Regions from separate parts of the Canis lupus genome. Here all the other regions are linked to region 2. A link is a contact called in public Hi-C data. All regions are on one chromosome and are shown on one strand. The core of a region is the stretch at or near the end of the contact, and the rest is flanking DNA. Distances in the headings are between cores, read along the strand shown. Region 1 holds the start of FBXO9 (F-box protein 9). Region 2 holds the start of EFHC1 (EF-hand domain-containing protein 1). Region 3 holds the start of LOC610304 (glutathione S-transferase A4-like).

Region 1 (2,700 bases), core at 52-2,551, 440 kb after region 2:
TTAAATTTTTTTGGCCTTCGTTAAACATGAAGGTACTTTTTCTAGGTGGCCGATTTGGGGGGCAAACAAGGGTGGATCCTAATAGTTAAAAATAGCTGGGCTTCCTTATTATAGCTCACCATTTTGCCATCTTCCCCCCCGCCTTTTTCTTTTTTACTATTTTTCTGCTGAACGTACTGCATTTCTAATACCTCCAGAATATAATAGTGGATAAGAGGTTTAAACTCAGTGGGCTCCTTGAACTAGCGTCTTGGAAATCTGATCACTGTTAGTACCTGACGCCTGGTAGAAATCGTAGAAACTCAATGTTTGCCAAATGAAGATAAGAGCCTGTAAGAGCCTGTAGGTTTTCACAGAGCATACAAACTTCCGTACTGAAAATAAGGTAAAATGTGGAAAAATAATAAATTGCCTGATAGATTAGAGTGTCTTCTTAGGAAACAAAGTCGGGTGTTTGGCCTTTAAGAGGTGGGACTAGTATCGCAAGTAAGTTCCGGCGCTCCAGGCGGAACAGCGGACTACAAATCCCAGAGTACATCGCGGGCGCCGACGCCGCAGAACTGGCGTTTCAGGGCCTTAGGAGCCTCAACGTCTTTACCCCATTGCATGATGGGATCTGTAGTAAGACTTGCCTCGCGGTGTCACTACCCGCCTCCTGCTTCTCTCCTAAGCCTATCTTTTCCTCAACCTCCAGATCCATGCTTTCAAAAAGTTTAGTCATTGTAAGAGCCTGTGACTGTAGTGGAGTTTTACTGTTTCCCTGCATTCCTGGCATGGGACTCCAGACAGAACCCCCGAAAAGCGTGTTAGCGACCTTACCGAGCAGCAAGTGGATGCTCGACCTAAGGCAAGTTTGCGTTAGGGTCTCAACCCTAAATTTGAGTCATAAACGTTTTTTTAGATAATGTTTAGATAAAGTTTGCATTAAGGGGGTCACTGCGACACATACGTGGGCTCAAACTGGGGTCGGCGAAGTGGGGACCTGACGCAACGCCGCCTCGCAGGCAGGAGGCCGACGGCCCCGATCCCTCCACTAGGCAGCGCACGCGAGGCGGGGGTAGCAGTGAGGCGCACGCGGGCGGCGGCGGCGGCGGCGGCGGCACTGCGCATGCTCAGTGCGTCGACCCAGGTTTCTGCAGTAGAGGGGGCAGCTCCGCCGCGGCGTCCGGGGTTTCCAGCAGCGCCGACGCTCGGTGCTCGCACGGTCCTCGGCCTCGGCTGGCAGCGGGCGTCCCTCCGCTCCGCGACTTCCCGGCCGTCGCTCTAGCGCGCCCGGATCTGGCCCCCTGCCCCGCGAAGATGGCTGCCGTACGCCGGGCCCGCAGTTACTGCCGCTGCCTGGTGCGCTTCTCCGACCGAGAACTCTGCTAAGCCCCGCTGCAGCAGACGGGCAGGAGTAGGCACCCGGACGCCCAGCGCACCTCCTCGGGGGAGCGGCGCGGAGGGGGCGCGGAGAGCCCCTCGCCCGCGGCCGGCTGCCCCGCCAGCATGGTAACCCGGCAGGGGGCTGGGGGGCGGGGGGCCCAGAGCGGCGCGAGTGCGGCGTGCAGAGGGGTCGGGCCTGGGAGGAGCCCCGAGAGAGCGGGAAGTGGAGCCGAGGAGTGGGAGCTGCTCGGCCGCCACCCGCCGCAGGGCCCTCGGCCTGAGCGGGAGGCGAGCGGGTGCCAGCCCTGACCGTGGCCGGGCCCCGGCGTGGGGCAGAGCGGGGGTGCGGGACGGCAGAGGAGGATGCCGCTTGTTGGTTGGCGGAGGACACTGAACCAGCCTTGCCCCTCTCGAGGGGTTTTATTAACAGCGGTGAGCATGGGTCGAGGTGAGCCGTTGCAGCGTCTGAAATCGGCGGGGGAGGGGGGGGAGGACGGAATGGGGAACCTGGCAACCCCACACACTTGTTGATTCCTAACCCCCCCCCCCCAACACACACTCCGGAAAGCGGTACCAGTGGAGAACGCGTTCAGATCCTTTAAGGAGCACCTGGATTTAGGACGCACCTGCCCGCTGGCCCTGCGGCCCTGGAGGTGTGCGGTCTCACTCCGTAGCAGGGAGGGCCTGAGCAGCGTCAGCGCGGTCCGCAGGAAGACAGACGGAGTTAAGCTCCAGAAACCGACGACGCAAATTCCGCGGGACGATTGCATGCTGGAATCTTGTGGTCTCTGCCCTGTGCTGCCTTTCTTTGGTTTTGAAAAAATTTCCTCTCTGAGAAACTCATCTCTGGCTAGGATGAAATGAATCGAGTGTGAAGTGATACCAACTACTGAGTTCATCGCAGGCACACAAATATTTATTGAATAAAGGGATGGCTGAATGTATTTCATGAAGTTAACCTGGAGGCTAGAAAAAGCAGTAATGGACTGTGACCTTAAGCTTTCAGAAGTAGTTTCCCTGATCAGGATTAAACACTTAACTTTTTTTTAATATTTCATTAATCCCATGTGTAAAACAGGAGTAAAATGCCAGAGACACGAACTACTCAAGTGAAAGGTGCTGTTTAGGTCGGACTCAGTTGTGAAAATCTCTGGGTGACAGCTGGGACCTACTTCTTTCAAGTGGTATTTGAGTTGGCAAAATGTAGTAATACCCCTAATTTGATGTCTTTGTACTGCCAGAATTAAAGTCATAAAGGATTAAGAATTCAAGAATAACACAGGAACTCAGGGGAGAAGATGCTTTCTGTATCATAGATTTCTCATTTTTTTTTTC
Region 2 (2,700 bases), core at 42-2,541:
GTGCCACCAGTGGATTCATGTCCTGGGCCCCCTGAGGTTCATGCCCATTAGGGAAACCCAACAGGGGGATTTGCTCTGACATGCAGCAATAAAGCTAAAGCTGCTGTCTGCATTAGCAGTAAACTACCCATGACGTACACTATGCTTTTGTGTCAGGCTTGCTACTCTATCATATTCCTAAACTAGCTCATTATCAGAAACAGCTGTTATAAAAATCAGATTCCTGGGCTCTATTTCAGACCTAATGAATCCCATGTCTGGGCACTAGGGTTTTGTTTGCCTTTTTTTTTTTTTTTTTTTTTTTTTTTAGCTCCTCGGTGCTGATAGGGTTTTTTTTTTTCTTTCTTTCTTTCCTGAAAATGTTTCAGGAACAGGATTATGTTTCTTTTATGGCATAATAATTGAAACAAGTTTTATAAAAATCACCAAAGGTGAGAATACCTATGATCCTGACAATTATTTCACCCTACTTTGTTTGCTTCTTTATGACTTAGTTCGCTCTTTGAAGGAGATGCATTTCCCCTTGTGGTTCTGATCTTTACATTGCAGCTGCCAATAGGCATAGAGAGCTGGAGAATTGAGATAAGCATCCTGTAGCTTGACAGTCAACGAATATTGAGCGTCCTGGGGGGCGAGTATGCAAGGCGCAGCCTTCCAGAACTGAGAGGCTGCAGAGCGGCAGCGGCTGGCCGTAGAATAGAGTGGTGAAGATGGAAAATGACAATGCGGCGGGGGAACGGCAGGGACGAGACGGGTGCATTAGTTCTTTGAACATCCTTGAGCAAGAGCGACACCCACGAATAATCTGCAGCCCCTGCCCCCAAGAAGCACGGAGTGCCACTTTCAACCAGAGCCAACCATTTACACTCTAGTGAGAATCGGGCCCGGAGAAGAGACAGGGCTGGAGTTCCCGGCGCCGGCGGGGCCGGCGAGGACTGGGTGGACGGAAGGAAGCACCTCCCCCCCCCCCCGCCCCCCACCGTCCCCAACTGTAACTCATCTAAGGGCCGGATCCCACCCCCGGACGTCACGGCGACGACGGCGGCCGCTTTGCAGCCACCTCCTCCCACCCCGCCCACCAGCTCCCACGTCTCCCCCGCAACGCTGGCCCGCGGGCGGCGCACGCGCAGACCCGTCGCTCCCGCGCCTCTGGCCCCGCCCCCACGCGCGACGCTCCGGATGTTTGGCGTTGCCATGGAGCTCCGCGTGGCGGGCGGACGCGGCTCGTCGCCGGGGCAACCGAGGAAGCGGACGCGGGACCCAGGCGGCGGCGGCGGCGGCGGCGGTGGCGGCGGAGGCGGCCGCGATGGTGTCCAACCCGGTGCACCGCCTGCCCTTTCTCCCCGGCACGTCCTTTAAGGACTCCACGGTGAGGACTTCTGTGCCCCGCCCCCAGCCGGCCCGGGCGCGGGAGGCCTCGGAGGGCTCGCCCCGCAGTGCACCTGCCTTCTCTACCCAACATCGCGCTCTCCCTGCAGACCCCCACCTCTTCTCTGCCCGCCCCGCAGTTCCGTCGGCCTCCGCTCCAGCCTCATCCTTTGCCCTCCGCTGCAGCCTCTAGTTGTTTCCCTCCATCCGGGCAGTGTTTGGGACTCCTTGGTTCTCGGCGTCCTGGCCCCGTTCTTCCTCCTGCGGCGCCTTGGCCCCTGCCTCCTCTCCCTCCAGAGCGCTGTTTTCCCACTTTTCCGCGCAAGCTCTGGCTCGGGCCCCTCCGCAGCTCTTCCTCCCACACTGTACCCCTCTCCGCCCCGCTCCCTTCGTGACCGCCCTCAGCCCCCAGCCTAGCCCCTTCTCCCACTCGGCCCGCCTGCATCTTCGTCCTCCTTCCCGCAGCCCCATCCCACCCATCCCCCGGGCCCGTCATTGCCTGCTCGCCTTCTTCCTCTTCCTTATCCCGGACCCGCTAATCTCGCCCCCTCCCAGCTCCGTTTCCTGTCTTACATATATGTATCATTTCCACTCATTCTCTTCTTTCCACCAGGTTCTTTTTTTTTTTTTTTAAGCTTTTATTTATTTTGACAGAGAGAGAGCACAAGCAGGAGAAGTGGTAGGCAGAGGGCGAGGGCGAGGGAGAAGCAGGCTCCTCACAGGGAGCCCGATGCGGGACTTGATCCCAGGACTCCTGGACCACGCCCTGAGCCAAAGGCAGACGCTCAACCACTGAGCCACCCAGGCGCCCCTCCACCAGGTTCTTTTATGCATTCTCTGCCCTCAGCATTTATGCTTCTACCTAGCCCCATCCCTATTCTGTTCAGCACTTCTGACTTGTTTACAACTTAGCCCCACTTTCTCCCCAGCCCTGTTTTATATTCCTTCTCAATTGCTGTTTCTTCAAAAATTAGATTTTCAACACTTGCCTATCTTCTTTTTTAAAAAAAGATTTTATTTATTTATTCATGAGAGACTCATAGAGAGAGAGAGAGGCAGAGACACAGGCAGAGGGAGAAGCAGGCTCCATGCAGGGAGCCCAACGTGGGACTCGATTCCCAGTCTCCGGGATCAGGCCCTGGGCTGAAGGCAGAGCTAAACCGCTGAGCCACCGGGGCTGCCCGCCTAGCTTCTTCTTTAAAAAAAAAAAAAAAAAAAAAAAAAAAAGTTTGATTTGAGAGAGAGAGAGAGAGAGGACAACTGAGGAGACAGAGGGAGAAGCCGGACTCCCCTCCCCGCTGGGCAGGGAGCCAGACACAGGGCTTGATCCCA
Region 3 (2,700 bases), core at 16-2,515, 350 kb after region 2:
AAAAAATATACCTGAGCCAAGAAAGAGACGTTCATCTGCCCAGGTGACTAAGGCTGCTGGGAGAGTGAACAGAGTGGACCACAACTGGCCCCACTGCTCTTTAACGATCAGGACAAGTCCTAGAAAAATTGTTTTCAAGGCTTGACTAGAGACTCATTTTTCAACAGGACCTCAGAGGAAGACCCCTGTATCAGATTATTTGGACTATATCTTCCAGGCATATGTTGAGTAGGCACCTAGAGAGGGAGATTTAGTCTATGTGTTAGGAACCATGACACAGTGAGCGGGGCCTGTGTTCTTCTCTTCAACTGCATACAAAAATATCAGATTTGAAAAAATATATATATATCAGATTTGCCTGAGGAGAAAAAAATGTAATGGCTCAATTCCGCTAAGTGGGTTATTTCCACCAATCAACTGAAACACCACTTGACTCATGTATCTTTAAAATTACATTTAATATCAGAGGGGGGACATTTTAACATCTAATATGTATGCAATGGAAGTCTTTATTTATTTATTTATTTTATTTATTTATGATAGTCACAAACAGAGAGAGAGAGAGAGGCAGAGACATAGGCAGAGGGAGAAGCAGGCTCCATGCACCGGGAGCCCGACGTGGGATTCGATCCCGGGTCCCCAGGATCGCACCCTGGGCCAAAGGCAGGCGCTAAACCGCTGCGCCACCCAGGGATCCCAGAAGTCTTTATTTTTTAAAAGATTTTGCTTATTTACTCATGAGAAACACAGAGAGAGAGGCAGAGACATAGGCAGAAGAAGAAGCAGGCTCCCTCCAGGGAGCCTGATGTGGGACTCCATCCCAAGACCCCAGGATTACAACCTGAGCCAAAGGCAGAAGCTCGACCACTGAGCCACCCAGGTGCCCTGGCAATGGAAGTCTTTAAAAGGCCTTGTCTAAAGGTATATTTGCTACCTTGTTTTCATGTACATATCTACTCTGCATAAAAATACATTCCTTTTATTTGATACAAGCAGGTTTAAAATAATAGCTATTAAATTAGCCAAAGTTAAAACAATTGCTGCTGTAAGCTACAAATCTGGCCACAAAATATAACTATCCAGCCAAATCCAAGTACAATGTGTAAGAAATTCACCACTAACCTTATCTCTTCCTGGCTCTTTTCTGGGAGTGCTTCTTGGAGATCAGGTGAGGGTTTATAACTCTTTCCTTTCCCCGCTGAGTGCTCCACCCAACTCAAGGGATTAGACAAGCACTCCAGTTTGTACACGCCTCTGGGGCTTCACTTTACATCTGCTGTTTGTGCACTTGGGAATGTATCAAGTTACCCAAGTAAGGATCCCACTGGCTCACTGAACAAATCTCTGTGACAGGCACACTTTTAGGTCATGAGTCTAAAATGGTGGCCCTGGCAGCCACAATTCCTGCATGTGTGGTGCTTACATTCTAGCTGGGGAAGACAGGCAGTGTAAATATATGAACAAATCAATGTGGTGCCTTAAAAATAATAGTAGCAACAATGTATTAGATGATTATAGCTGAGGAATGTGACATCTGTAACAGAAATGTTATAAGGGACCAGGAGGAGGAATCAGGAATACTCTGTTAGATACCTGCGTGGGTCACCTTGGTGGCTCAGTTGGTCAAGCATCTGCCTTTGGCTCAGGTCATGATCCTGGGGTCCTGTGATCAAGCCCTATATTGGGCTCCCTGCTCAGCAGGGGGTCTGCTTCTCCCTCTCCCTCTCCCCCTGCTCCACTGTCTCTCTCTCACTCTCTCTCAAAATAAAATCTGAAAAAAAAAAAAAAAAGATAAGATACCTGCATTACCCGTTAGGTATCTTATTTGAAAGTCCCAGCATAGCTGTAAATCTGCATTGTAAATTTTCTGAGTGGCTTGTCCTGGGTCCCAGACTCATTAAGTGCCGTACCCCCTCCTCTGTCCAGACACCCACAGCCCCCTTGTATGTGGTTATGCACTTTAAGCCCTCGGTTTACCGCTGTGGCTTTAGTTGGGGAGGCTTCTAGTTTACCTGTTTGGGTTTAGCCCTGCACCCTCTAGCACAGTGTTTTTAAGGATAAACAATTTCTGGTGCCTGACCCTTTACTCTATTCCCAGAGTCTGGTGGTTCAGGAATATGGGGGGTGGCATGCCATGGGCTGAGACTCAAGTGTAGGAGTCTGGCCCAAAAGGGGACTGTGACAAAATGGGGGTAATGCCACCTGAGGCAAGATGGCGGCGGAAGGAGGCTTGTTTTCAGTACAGGAAGAGCACTGTCCCATGTGAGGTCATGCTTCCACCCGGAAAGCCACGGGCTTCATTTGAGACAGTGTGGCCTCTTCTATTTGTTGCTTCTAATCCTCTGACTCTGTGCAGAAGCCAACCTTTCTCTCTGGTTGTTCCCTCAGAGCCAGCCTTGAGGGCCCCCTGGCGTTTAAGAAAATGATAACCCAATAGTTACAAAAGGCTTAGTGTCCGCGTATTACCAGGTGATGGCACTGCACAGTAAAATCACACCAAAATCATAGTAAAAAGTAGCACACGTTTGCTGCCATCCCACAAAACTCAATCATACAGATGCCCGCGTGTTATTAAGGCAATGTCTGGTTCCTATGTATACATTGATCAACACCTAAGTATAAAATGTTTCTCTTCCCTGAAGAGGTTAGAAGGAGCAGTCCAAGAGACCACCCCCACTTCTCACACCAGCTTCAAGTTGA

What was found. A called contact is a pair of places that touch in the nucleus more often than the background predicts.
Region 1: a contact with region 2 is called in a Hi-C map of blood, with 4 times the contacts expected there. The contact joins the promoter of FBXO9 here to the promoter of EFHC1 in region 2. A contact is called at or near these places in 3 of 9 Hi-C or Micro-C datasets (amygdala and blood).
Region 3: a Hi-C map of blood shows a contact between it and region 2, with 2.6 times the contacts expected there. The contact joins the promoter of LOC610304 here to the promoter of EFHC1 in region 2. A contact is called at or near these places in 3 of 9 Hi-C or Micro-C datasets (amygdala and blood).

What each region holds. Positions count from the first base shown.
Region 1 is chr12:20,757,677-20,760,376 of UU_Cfam_GSD_1.0, forward strand. FBXO9 (F-box protein 9) reads left to right here and starts at 1,302. Exons shown (of 13, transcript NM_001160299.1): 1 at 1,302-1,491. The coding sequence starts at 1,489. LOC111098286 (a long non-coding RNA gene) reads right to left here and starts at 1,028. Exons shown (of 3, transcript XR_005367863.1): 1 at 276-1,028.
Region 2 is chr12:20,313,750-20,316,449 of UU_Cfam_GSD_1.0, forward strand. EFHC1 (EF-hand domain-containing protein 1) reads left to right here and starts at 1,292. Exons shown (of 14, transcript XM_038554306.1): 1 at 1,292-1,369. The coding sequence starts at 1,307.
Region 3 is chr12:20,667,924-20,670,623 of UU_Cfam_GSD_1.0, forward strand. LOC610304 (glutathione S-transferase A4-like) reads right to left here and starts at 1,266. Exons shown (of 7, transcript XM_038554317.1): 1 at 1,123-1,266.